Regions from separate parts of the Gasterosteus aculeatus genome. Here region 2 is linked to region 1. A link is a contact called in public Hi-C data. All regions are on one chromosome and are shown on one strand. Each heading gives the region's core, a stretch centred on a gene start, on an enhancer-like site or on the middle of the called end of the contact. The rest is flanking DNA. Distances are from core to core; before and after follow the strand shown.

Region 1 (5,326 bases), core at 908-3,407:
ATTGGCACACACTTTTCAACCAACTAGTCTTCACCATCATGCACGGCGTGGTTCAGTTTTATTATTGTTTAGGTTCACCAGCGGGGTAATTACCATAAACCCCGGCGGTGTCGCTTCAGAGGATTTGGGATTCGGTAGCTGTCGCGTCTGGAGGAGAGAACAGCAGCTTTGCAGATAAAACACAAAACATGTCAACGTCGAGCCAAATGAAGCGCTCCTGCCTCCCATGGCATGATCACGCTGTGTTGTAAACATGCCTGCACACATTCCAGAAAACAAGGCAACACCTCCCCGTTAGGAATGTAACTTCCATCAGTGTGTGTGTGTGTGTGTGTGTGTGTGTGTGTGTGTCTTTTCATGCTCTCTTTGTCTTTTGATTCAGCCACATGCCATCTGGTTGAGTTATTTTATCACAAGGAGAAGGTGTCATTACCAACTGTTTCTACCGCAAATACATTTGTGTGTGTGTGCACGTGCCTTGTCTGTTCTTTTTAGTTTGTCATAAACACATTTCCTCCTTTTCTTCCCAAGATGTCAGTAAGTGCTTTCCAGTGTGAGGCCTTGCTGAGAGAAACTGGAGGAGGAGAAATTGTTTCAGGCATACAACAGGATCCAGGGAGGGGAAATAAAATGTAAAAGCATAAACCGGTGCACTGAAAAAACTTGTAGGGAAAGTTTACATGGAAACACACAACTTTTGGGGTTTTCAAAATTGAAGAGATCTAATAGAACTTGACTTCCCATCATACACTATTCCTGTTATATGGTACTTGGTCGATTCCACAGAGATCACGGACTCTTCCATCTTCTCATCCATCTGTTCCCCCATTGCTTCAACAACAATAAATCCCATTTGTTTTTTTAGGTTTACGTCTTTATAAATGTACAAATGCGGTGCCTTTGCTGCTTCTGCCTCTTTCAGGTGCTGAGCGAGGAAGGTTTCGGCGCCATCACAACAGAAATAGCCGACGGCAAGCCTTTCTACTACGCCGAGGACTACCACCAGCAGTACCTGAGTAAAAACCCTGATGGCTACTGCGGTCTGGGGGGGACGGGGGTCTCCTGTCCAATCGGAATCAAAGCCAAGGCCTAGATTGCCAAGAGCCATTTTGGTCTATGAGAATGCAACAATGGGGGTAATTAAAGATTTAAGATGCTTCCAGCATCAGAAAGCTTTGTGTTTGAAATACATGCATCTCCATGCATGAAAACCAAAAGGATGTATGATGTAACCCAGGGACACGCAACAGAAAGTGCAGCGCAGACGCCCATAAAGGCTGCCCGTCTCCTCAGCACTTTGCGGTTCGAGAACCTCCCAGTGCATCAAGATATTCGCCAATGGCGTGCGTCGTTGCATCGAGTCACTTTAACGCAAGCAGCAGCGCAATTTCCTATGTTAGATGTGCAAAATGTATGTAATCTAGTGAAAAGACGATTGTCACACTGCAAGAAAATCAACAATTGATAATTGATTTGCAACACTACATTGAGGCGTTTGGTATGAGAGAAATTTATTGGTTTGTCCATTTATTACAAAAAGCATTTCTGCATCTGCTGCTGTTAAATTTGATAAATTTGGCGACCCCAGTCCTACACAGTCTCCTCCCCAAATGCAATCAGGAAGGCATCTAATATGATGTGTGTGAGTCCACTATTTACCTTTTTGCTTAGATAAATTAACGATTAAATGATATGTTTTATGCTCAGGTTGATTATTAATCTTCAGCTTTGAATACAGTACTTTTGCAGAGAAATAAAATCCAATTAAAAGCTTCTGAAATCCAAAGTGTCTTTTCTCTTTCCTGAGCGCTGTTTAAATCTGAAACGACGAGAGGAATAGAGCTGGACAGTATCGTCCTTTTTTTAACGGACTTGTTCTTGATTTGTTCTCGATTAAGAACTGTGTGTGTTTGACCTTTGGTGGGTTTGATTTTTGGAAGACGTCCACTCCTTCCTCCGATCTTTGCCTGAAGCAACGTTCCAGTCCCCGACTCATCTGTCATCGCTGTTCATCCGTGTGCGTTTGGGTTTGGTACAGAAGGTTGTGTGTGTGTTTGGTTGGTACAGAACACAAATACACCGGCACACCAGCAGGAGGAGAGCGTGTCTGTTGCCAGGCCCTCCAAAGCTTGGCATCACCGTCACGGAGTCGAGGAGGAGGAGAAGAAAAAAAAAGAGAAGGAAGAGACGGGTCTCTTTAGAAAATGGCAGAGGGACGCCTTGGATCCGGGCTGCTTTGGATCGCCACCATGATGCAGACTGCAGGACCTGACTGGCCTTGCCAAGCCAGATCTGACTGCTATTTTTGGTCTGCCTATTTGGGTTTTTAGTCAATTCTGAACAAAGAAAACCTGTCAAGAAGGGGGAAAAAAAGAAGCCTCAGAGTTAAAAACCACAAGGCTGTAAAACCACTGACACGTAAAATCATGGATGTTTTATGATACCGAAAAAAACATCTTCCACTAAACCGTCAGTGTAACAATCAATCAATGCTCTGATTAATGTCAGCGCTGTGCGGCACCCTCATCATATGAGGACAACACCAGCTGGACTGGATCCCAGTTTCAATAAAAGGGTAATATTGGCTCATTACACATCAGTGTGACCCAGCTCACCCTTTGTTCTATCCAGGTCTGTTTGTTGGGATTGTGGTTCTCAGCAGAGCGATGATGGTTAAGTTTGAACAATATGATTTTGAATTTCTTTTCCCTGATAACTCTGCCGCTTTTTCACAAGTTCCCACCTACAAACTAATAACTGATTCATTTTCTACTCACCGTGGCTCCAATTTTTGACAATGGGAATTATTAATTAATGGATGCATTTCTTTTTCTAGTGTGTTTCTGTGGCTACATAACTAGGGAGTCTGTTAAAGACGAACCAACCGGCTCTTTGAAATGACCCCTTCGAGATGCTCCCTTTTACTTCGCATAATGGCATTGCCGTGTGTCTGTGCCGACACTCCGGCGTGGGGGAAGGCGTTATCTGCTCCCAGAAATCAACAAGGCCAAGTGAGAAGAAATCTGCTGCATGTCCTTAAAATACAGGAGCAATCTGGCTCATTTTGGTACATCTCTGGCCAACTGGTGATTGTGACTGATCGTCCATCCAATACAACAACATTGGGATTGGGATTTTTGTCTGTTTATTTTGAGATTTTTCGGTTTGTTTTATAAACCTCATACTATATCTGCAAAGCCCACAGCCAACATTATTGGCTGTCATTTCATTTCAGGAGAATTCAATCCCTGAATCTGTCCCTGGTTTGAGTGCATGATTGTGTTGCGCTGCCATCGTGTGGCGGATGTGAGGAGCGAGCACCTGGCAGGATTTGAGGCTTTTGCTTGAGAGAAGAAAGGGAGACATTAATAAAGTTATGATGTCATAAAAGAGAAATATTACACATACGTTCCATGTAAAAAGTAAATGAATTATTTCGTTTCTAGCCGAATTGTTCTGAGATGGCAATGGGCCTGAGCATATTCTGTATCTTACTGCTAAAATATTTCAATTTCAAAAAACACAAAATATTAGTTTTGTAGCACAAACACTCATCAGAGATTTATAGGTTTTTGCGGATTTATAGGTTTTTTTGTTCATTATCTAAGCTATTTACATCATATTGCTTTATTCCTGCTTATCAGTGCAATGGAGCATCGCATAACACGTGGCAAAATAGATACAAATGTAACAAAATATACAGCAGGAGAGGCAGCAACAGGAGTTTTTTTGTTCTTTTGTTTGTTTTGGTTGGCAAAATAGTGAGAAAAAACATAATCTTGTCGGGACAATGAACTCTTTGTGGAAACCTTTAGAAAGAAAGCAATTTATTTCATACAAGACTGCGCTGTGTAATCGGACATGTTTATCGTGTTGCCACTGAAAAGCAGTAGAACATCAGACGGTTGTTCCTGCTGTGAAAGAACATGCTGTGTTGTCTTCTGCTCAGCCTCGACTTCATATGAGCTGGTTCACAGAAACACAAGGTCCTACAGGAGCACAGTCGACTGCTGACGCTCCTTGGAACAGGTGAGTGTTGAGCAGCTCACTCTCCTGTTCAGGACTGGGTGGGAAAAAAAGATATACATACGTGAACATCCGCCCCTCAGCATCGTATTTAAGGAATTTCAGCATCTAACGTTCCGCTTTGGCCAAAGCTTCCTATTAAAGTGCGTCTCGCCACCAACTTTGTTTCTTCTGTGTCATTCAATGTCATTCCCTCTAGCCCAGACATGTCATACTCAAGGCCTAAACATCGGACAGTACAATAAATATATCATATATATATATCAATATCATATTACATTACAGGTCATTTAGCTGACGCTTTTATCCAAAGCGACTTACGTTGCATTTATAACCCATGGCTTACATTCTTGCCCGGGGAGCAATGAGCATGCTCACAGCGGGACACACGCAGGACGTATTTCTGGTATCGTATTGATACCAGAAATTCCTCTACATTGTATTGATATTTAGATGATATTTAGGGCAGGTATTGTATCAATGTCATAATTATGGTGTCGCCTACTGGCCATTGCCACCAGCGTACTCCCGTGTTTTCATTTTGGCCCTCTGTGAGTGAGATTGTGTTACGATAGCCAGTATCATTTTATTGTGTCTATCCAGGCAAAGTTATGGATCCAAATGTAATAAAAAAAAGGCATGATTTCAATTATTTGTTAACATGCGAAATAATGTCAAGTCCATTGGTATTTTTCTAAGTAGGCCACAGATTGGTCTATTGCCGTGTATTGAGTGGGCCGGTCTGACGGACCCCCCCCCCCCCCGCCATACTTGTTTAGGAGATCCCGAGACTTAATAATAGAGACGTTTGATTCCAGTTGCATGAAGTGCACGCTCCCTGTTCTTCTAATGAGCTTAATTCCGGAAAAACATCATTCAGTCTGAGGCTCGGCCATCGACATTTAAGAAGACACAACACAGGTTTGTTCTGTCGCTGCTGTGTGTTATCGCATCGCTTTAAACTTGCTAGCCGCGACTTGACAGCCGCCACAATCTCTGCCGTTGCTACACCCTTACTGCAAACATGTGGACACACCGCAAAAGGTTTCAAACACCATTCGGGGGGGGAATAAAAAGTACCGTGAGTAAGGAAATGGATAGACAAACAATTCGTGGGAACGGGCTGTTTTTGGCCAAACAATTTCATCTGTTGCAATTCCTGCCTGCAGTCTGAAAGGAGAAAGGGAAGTGTGATCAGGAAGGTCAATGATGTAGGAGGGTAGATCGTGGATACCTCATGTTGGTGCATTGCTCACGGGGTATTTATACATGAAGGACCTCCATCTTGTGGTAACAGCAG
Region 2 (5,326 bases), core at 1,217-3,716, 59 kb before region 1:
GCTACCTGGTGGCCCACACCTTCGATACTCTTCTTCTGGGAGACCTGCTGACCAATAAACTGAGCGAGGTAGGACTTACTTTATCACACTACCTAAATCAACCGTAAAGAACAAAAAAAACATTAACGTTCAATATTAAGGTCCCCGTAATAATGGGTTGCTAACAAGTAATAAGACACTTATGAGTCATCGTTATAATACTCTTATTAACATGATGTTACCTTCATTATACAAGTGTTAATTGTAACGTCAACAACATTTTATTGGATTAGAAAACTGTTTTTGTATTTCATATCTATTTCCTTCTTCACATTTAATAACCTAGACCACTACGTAGTAGTGGTTGGCGTAGCTGCAAAAACCATAGTTATCTATTAGTAAATGCAAAATGAATGATTAATTAACCTAAATAATGTGTTGTTCTCGCTTTAGAAAATTACTTTAAAACACTTTCGCTATTAATACGTGTATATTTAGTTTTCTAAAAAGGGTACGAACAAGTACAGTAAATCAACAAAGAAAACACATCATATCAATATCATATAATGATGTTATAGGTAAGTTATGGAAGTCAATGCATACAAAGCTAATAAGGCTTTTATATAAATGTTAAGCAGTCTATGAACCATCTGTTATAAGTGCTTATAAATGTGATATAATGTTTATTAGGTTTTTATAAACATTTGTATAGTCTAAAAACATAATAACGTTAGCAAGCATCTTATAAGTACTTACATAGGCCTTAATACATCATTTTAAATACTATTACGTTTCATTTGTTTATGTTTGCATATGTTTGAGTTTCCCTGCTGAGGTGTTGAAGTACCCGCCTCTGACACTCATGACCGGTGTTTGGACTGTCCGTCCGCTCTGAACAGCTGAATGAACTCTATTCACCTCCTCAGGGCTGCGTCCCCCACCTGTCCTGTCCTGTCCTGTCCTGTCACCCTTACATCACCTGTTCTTCCTTCACACAATAAACCCACTGCCTTCCTTTCAGGTGCCATGGCCCGGTTCAGGAGGAAACGAAAAGTTCTTCTTTGAAAATGAATCAGTACGTACACACACACACACACACACACACACACACACACACACACACACACACACACACACGTTATTGAGGAGGCTGTTATGGAGCTCTTCCCTTTGAGTATTAAACAGAAATCTACCTGTGGAGTTTCCCATAAAGTTTACAGCAGTGCCAAGTCAGTACTCGCCGATGAGCAGTGAATTGTAGAATATAGTAACGATCCCTTTCCAGTAGTAAGTTTCAGTCGTGGCTTAAAACCGCTCCCATTATATCACAAGCTGGTGTATTTTATGTAACTGCATTTGATGTTTCAGGTGTGCATGATTTTTAACGCCGGGGAGCTGAGTCTGGTGGAATACAGTAGCAACGAGATCCTGGGATCAGTCCGCACCGAATTTATGAACCCTCACCTCATCAGGTGGGTCCAGTCACACAAAACAAACCCACCTCATCAGGTTGGTTTAGAAATAAGAACATTAACAGGATTGTCTGGTTCCAAATTGAAGAGCATGTGCAGCCCCCCCATTGGTGGTCAACTGATTGTTTTGTCAGTAAGTCCAATTCAGATTTAAATAGTTGTTTCACTTACTTGTACTTCCAGATTTTGATGCAATTTGTGACCTTTGACGTATAAAATGGCCAAACACAACTTTATGAGAAGCCCATTGTAGGGAAAATAAAAGAATATTGGAGCAAGACAATAATATTAAGTGAAGTTAACTTTGACTTTACAATATTTCAAATTGTACGAGAAAATAATAATTACACATTTTTAAATGGAAAAAAACTGCCAAAAAAAAATCAAGTAACTACATTACTTCACCTTGCGAGGTTGCATCATTTTAATCGCACCTAAGATGCCCCCTTTACTGTGTATTATCCTTTTGCAATGAGAATTAGCAGCAAGGAATGAATTAATCTCATAAATCCCCATATAACTGTAAGCATCCGGATCTTAAAGAGACATTGTCATGAATTGGGCCTACTGGAAAGAAAATTAAAATACTGATTTGTTTACTTATTGTAAATATAACCCCACTGCCTCGTGTATTTATTCATTACAGACAATGCATTAATATGGCTTTGTAAATAGTAAACTCACAAAATTCAAAGAATGCATTTTGCTTAACTAGCTGTCTGAATATACCTGTAATCCAGATAAAGATAATCATAAATATTCAGAAAGAAAAGAAAAGAACTGAAAATAAGAAACCTTAAGGAAACTGATTCATATAGAAGTTCACGATTGTGTCTATTTTCGAGAATAATAGTAAAATAAATGATGTGATTATATTATATTTTTAATCTTCATTCAAACCTAGTGTAATAAACAAAACTGCCAAATCCACATCCATGTCATTCCAATACACTTGCTGCCGATGCCAGTGTCACAGTTTGGATCCTCCCTAAGATGAATTTCCAGCTCTGCCCATCAGATGGGTGTATTGAGCTGTGGATAAATTCCAGGTATCACAACAGGAAGGCATCCGTTGAGCCTTCGCCTGCTGGTCAGCACAGTTACACAATTCAAAGCCCTGTCAAAGGTGTCGTGACCGACAGTGGCCGGGTGGCTGATGGCCGACTGCGGTTGAGGCCAGCGGATCTCAGCATGTCCGTACTGCTCCTCGCCTCTGGCTGGACGCTGTGGCAGGACAACATCGGGATCAGGGGCACCTCGGGATTTGAAAAGTAGCTGAAGACCATTATGCTGAGCGGATGCTGGGTTTGATGCTTCCATGCTGAGTCAGTGTACATTCAGTCGTGTTTCATTGAACGCTGTATTTGTGTCTGCGCAGTGTCCGGCTGAATGAGAGGAAGCAGAGAGGAGTGGAAGACAACAAGAAGCTTGCGTATCTGATCGATATGAAGACCATTTGCATCGGTAACGATGACCGTGTGACCGCGGTGTAATGTACATTTACTCAAGTACGGTACTTCAGGGATATTTTCAGGTACTCTACATGAGTATTTCCATCCGTGTAGATCAGATCCCACATGTTTTTTGATCTTTGGTCTGTCAGAGCAGTCTTTTTATTGACTGCGGTCTGGATGTTTTTCTAACATACATACATACATACATAGCATAGCTTTAATAAGGCCCGTCTATAGCGATGGATGCATTAGTATATAACTCTGTGAGAAATGTGCCACTCCGTACAATGCATTTTTTTTACACTGTGGCATTGCTAATTTTACTTAGGAAAAATATTGATCTACAGTATAAAAGTATTTATTTTGGATTCCACCTTCTATCCTAATGACAATTTGTGAATGGGCACATTGACTGTTGCAGCCATTTGTGTCATAAAAGATTTGACATCTATATTATGGTGTAACAACATGTACTATGAACTGAAACTACTGATTTCCAATATCCTATATCTCACATTCCATATTTCCACAGAAAACCCTTTTTTCATCCATCATAGCAGATATTTTCTGCTATCTAATTGTGCCAATAGTGCTGCCAATGCTTCGGTCTCACATCTTTGAATTAAGTCCCACGTAAAAACATTTCACTAGCAAAATAATCCTCATCTGGCACTCTTGAGTGAGTATTCAGAGCAGCAGGAAGTTGTATGTCGGATTTGTAAACGATCGAAATCACGTCCCTTGTTGCTGGTGACCTCTCCGAGCCTGGCTGAGTAATAGTGAGTCATAACTTTGCAGATAAACATGCGCTGTGGGTTTGTGGAAGGCTGATTGTACAACGGCTTCTGCAGCTTCTGCACGCTTTCTGCTGCGGATGATGCTTCCGTTATTGTACTTCTATCTCTTTAAACCATCTTGCATGTCTTGTTTTACACATTGAGCCACACAGCTACTTTTCAAACATAATCACTCACAGTAATATTAACCTGCTACAATAACTAAAGTATACGTCATCCTTGAGCTGTATTAGTTCCATCGAGTGGACCACCCTGCCCAGACCGTATTATATTTTGATTAAAACATTTGATGTATCAGCAGGGTTATAACATAAACGAGTTCCCAAGGCAGGTACTTTCCAAGTAGATGCACAGCCTGATAGAATCATACATAATTATTACAAAGAGATTGCGTGATACATTTTCGCTACAGAAGCTGTCAAACTGTGACTGCCGCTCAGTAAAAACCTGTCCTACCCTTCTCCCCCTCAGTGGACTTGGCCGCAGGCTGCAATCTGGGAACCATCAGCCAAAACTCCAAGATTGACTGGCTGGAGCTCAATGAAACGGGACACAAACTGCTGTTCAGGGACAAGAAGCTGCGGGTGAGAATAAAAAAACCTCAGCGCCCTGAGGGATGGTGGGAGTGGAAATGATGGTAGGGAGGCCCTGAAGGCAGACAGGGCAGATGATAGATGGTCATTAGTGTGAGTTAGTGAGTCAAGTCGAGAGAAAGCCTCACCGTGGTCAGGGCTTTTCTAATTTTATAGCCACGTCCATCACCCCAATGATGGCTTGTGGCTTTTTGTGGAGACGTTCTTCTCGTCCAGGTGATACAATAGCATTTCAGATGCCACAGGAGGGGAAGGGTGCAATGGGGCTGTTTCTTTAAATTAACACGGTGCCAACAAGGCAGAAAGCGTAAGGTGCCAAGAACGCAGAAAAAGAAGTATGTATGAAATAACTAAGAAGCCCAAATTACCAATTAACAATCATTCAAGTGTAATTAGTGTTTTGTGTGGCATAAATAATTTTCCCCTGGTCTCACCAACTCCTTTTTAATCATCTCATGACTACTCGTATTTTTGTTTTCCAAACAAACAGTCGGATGGGATCCTTCAAATCCCTCCAGGTTAGGTCATGTTCAAATGTACCTAACGGCATATTTTAATTTTAAAAAGTGTCGTTTACAACGAACCAGTGAGAGCAGTGAGAGTCCTGAGCAAGACACCTGCCGTGACATAGCATAGCATTTCCCAGCGCGGTTGGGGTTAAGTTAGCACACCCTTCGCTGCAAAAGATAGACAGTGACTAACCTGTACCCAGCATGTCTTTTCAGCAATGCATTCATCATTGTTTTATGAGCAAATGAGCAAATGCAGACTTTCAACGGGATTAACATTTTTCTAACAATGAAGTCATTTCAGTTTAAACACCCATCTGTCTTAGTCAGTCTGCATTGTTGTCCGGAGTCATACAAATTAAAGGTCCTCTCTCTGGAAGCTGTTTTTTTCCCCCCAAAACTACCTCACAGCTCTTTATTAATTAGGGGTGCTGTGTGCTCCCGGGGTAATAAAACGGTTTGTTTTCAAAGCCCTGGGGCAATGACATGGAGAACTCTGGTAATCGGGATTCCCTCACTGGC

What was found. Hi-C and Micro-C count contacts between places; a contact is called where the count stands out from the background.
Region 2: a Hi-C map of skeletal muscle shows a contact between it and region 1, with 6 times the contacts expected there. The contact joins two enhancer-like sites. A contact is called at or near these places in 3 of 6 Hi-C or Micro-C datasets (liver, skeletal muscle and whole body).

Annotation. Positions count from the first base shown.
Region 1 is chr18:3,249,757-3,255,082 of fGasAcu3.hap1.1, reverse strand. It overlaps msraa (methionine sulfoxide reductase Aa), which reads left to right. Exons shown (of 7, transcript XM_040160570.2): 7 at 923-1,786. The coding sequence ends at 1,093. It overlaps LOC120808013 (12-(S)-hydroxy-5,8,10,14-eicosatetraenoic acid receptor), which reads right to left. Exons shown (of 3, transcript XM_040160567.2): 3 at 3,811-5,326. Among protein-coding and RNA genes, the nearest start is that of LOC120808013, 6.1 kb to the right of the region's middle. Within about 2 kb of position 2,157, at least 1 of the 9 cell types and tissues checked has open chromatin away from gene starts, as enhancers often do.
Region 2 is chr18:3,309,416-3,314,741 of fGasAcu3.hap1.1, reverse strand. ift172 (intraflagellar transport 172) reads left to right here. Exons shown (of 48, transcript XM_040160829.2): 11 at 1-68; 12 at 1,001-1,054; 13 at 1,348-1,451; 14 at 2,830-2,915; 15 at 4,174-4,286. Among protein-coding and RNA genes, the nearest start is that of ift172, 5.8 kb to the left of the region's middle. Within about 2 kb of position 2,466, at least 3 of the 9 cell types and tissues checked have open chromatin away from gene starts, as enhancers often do.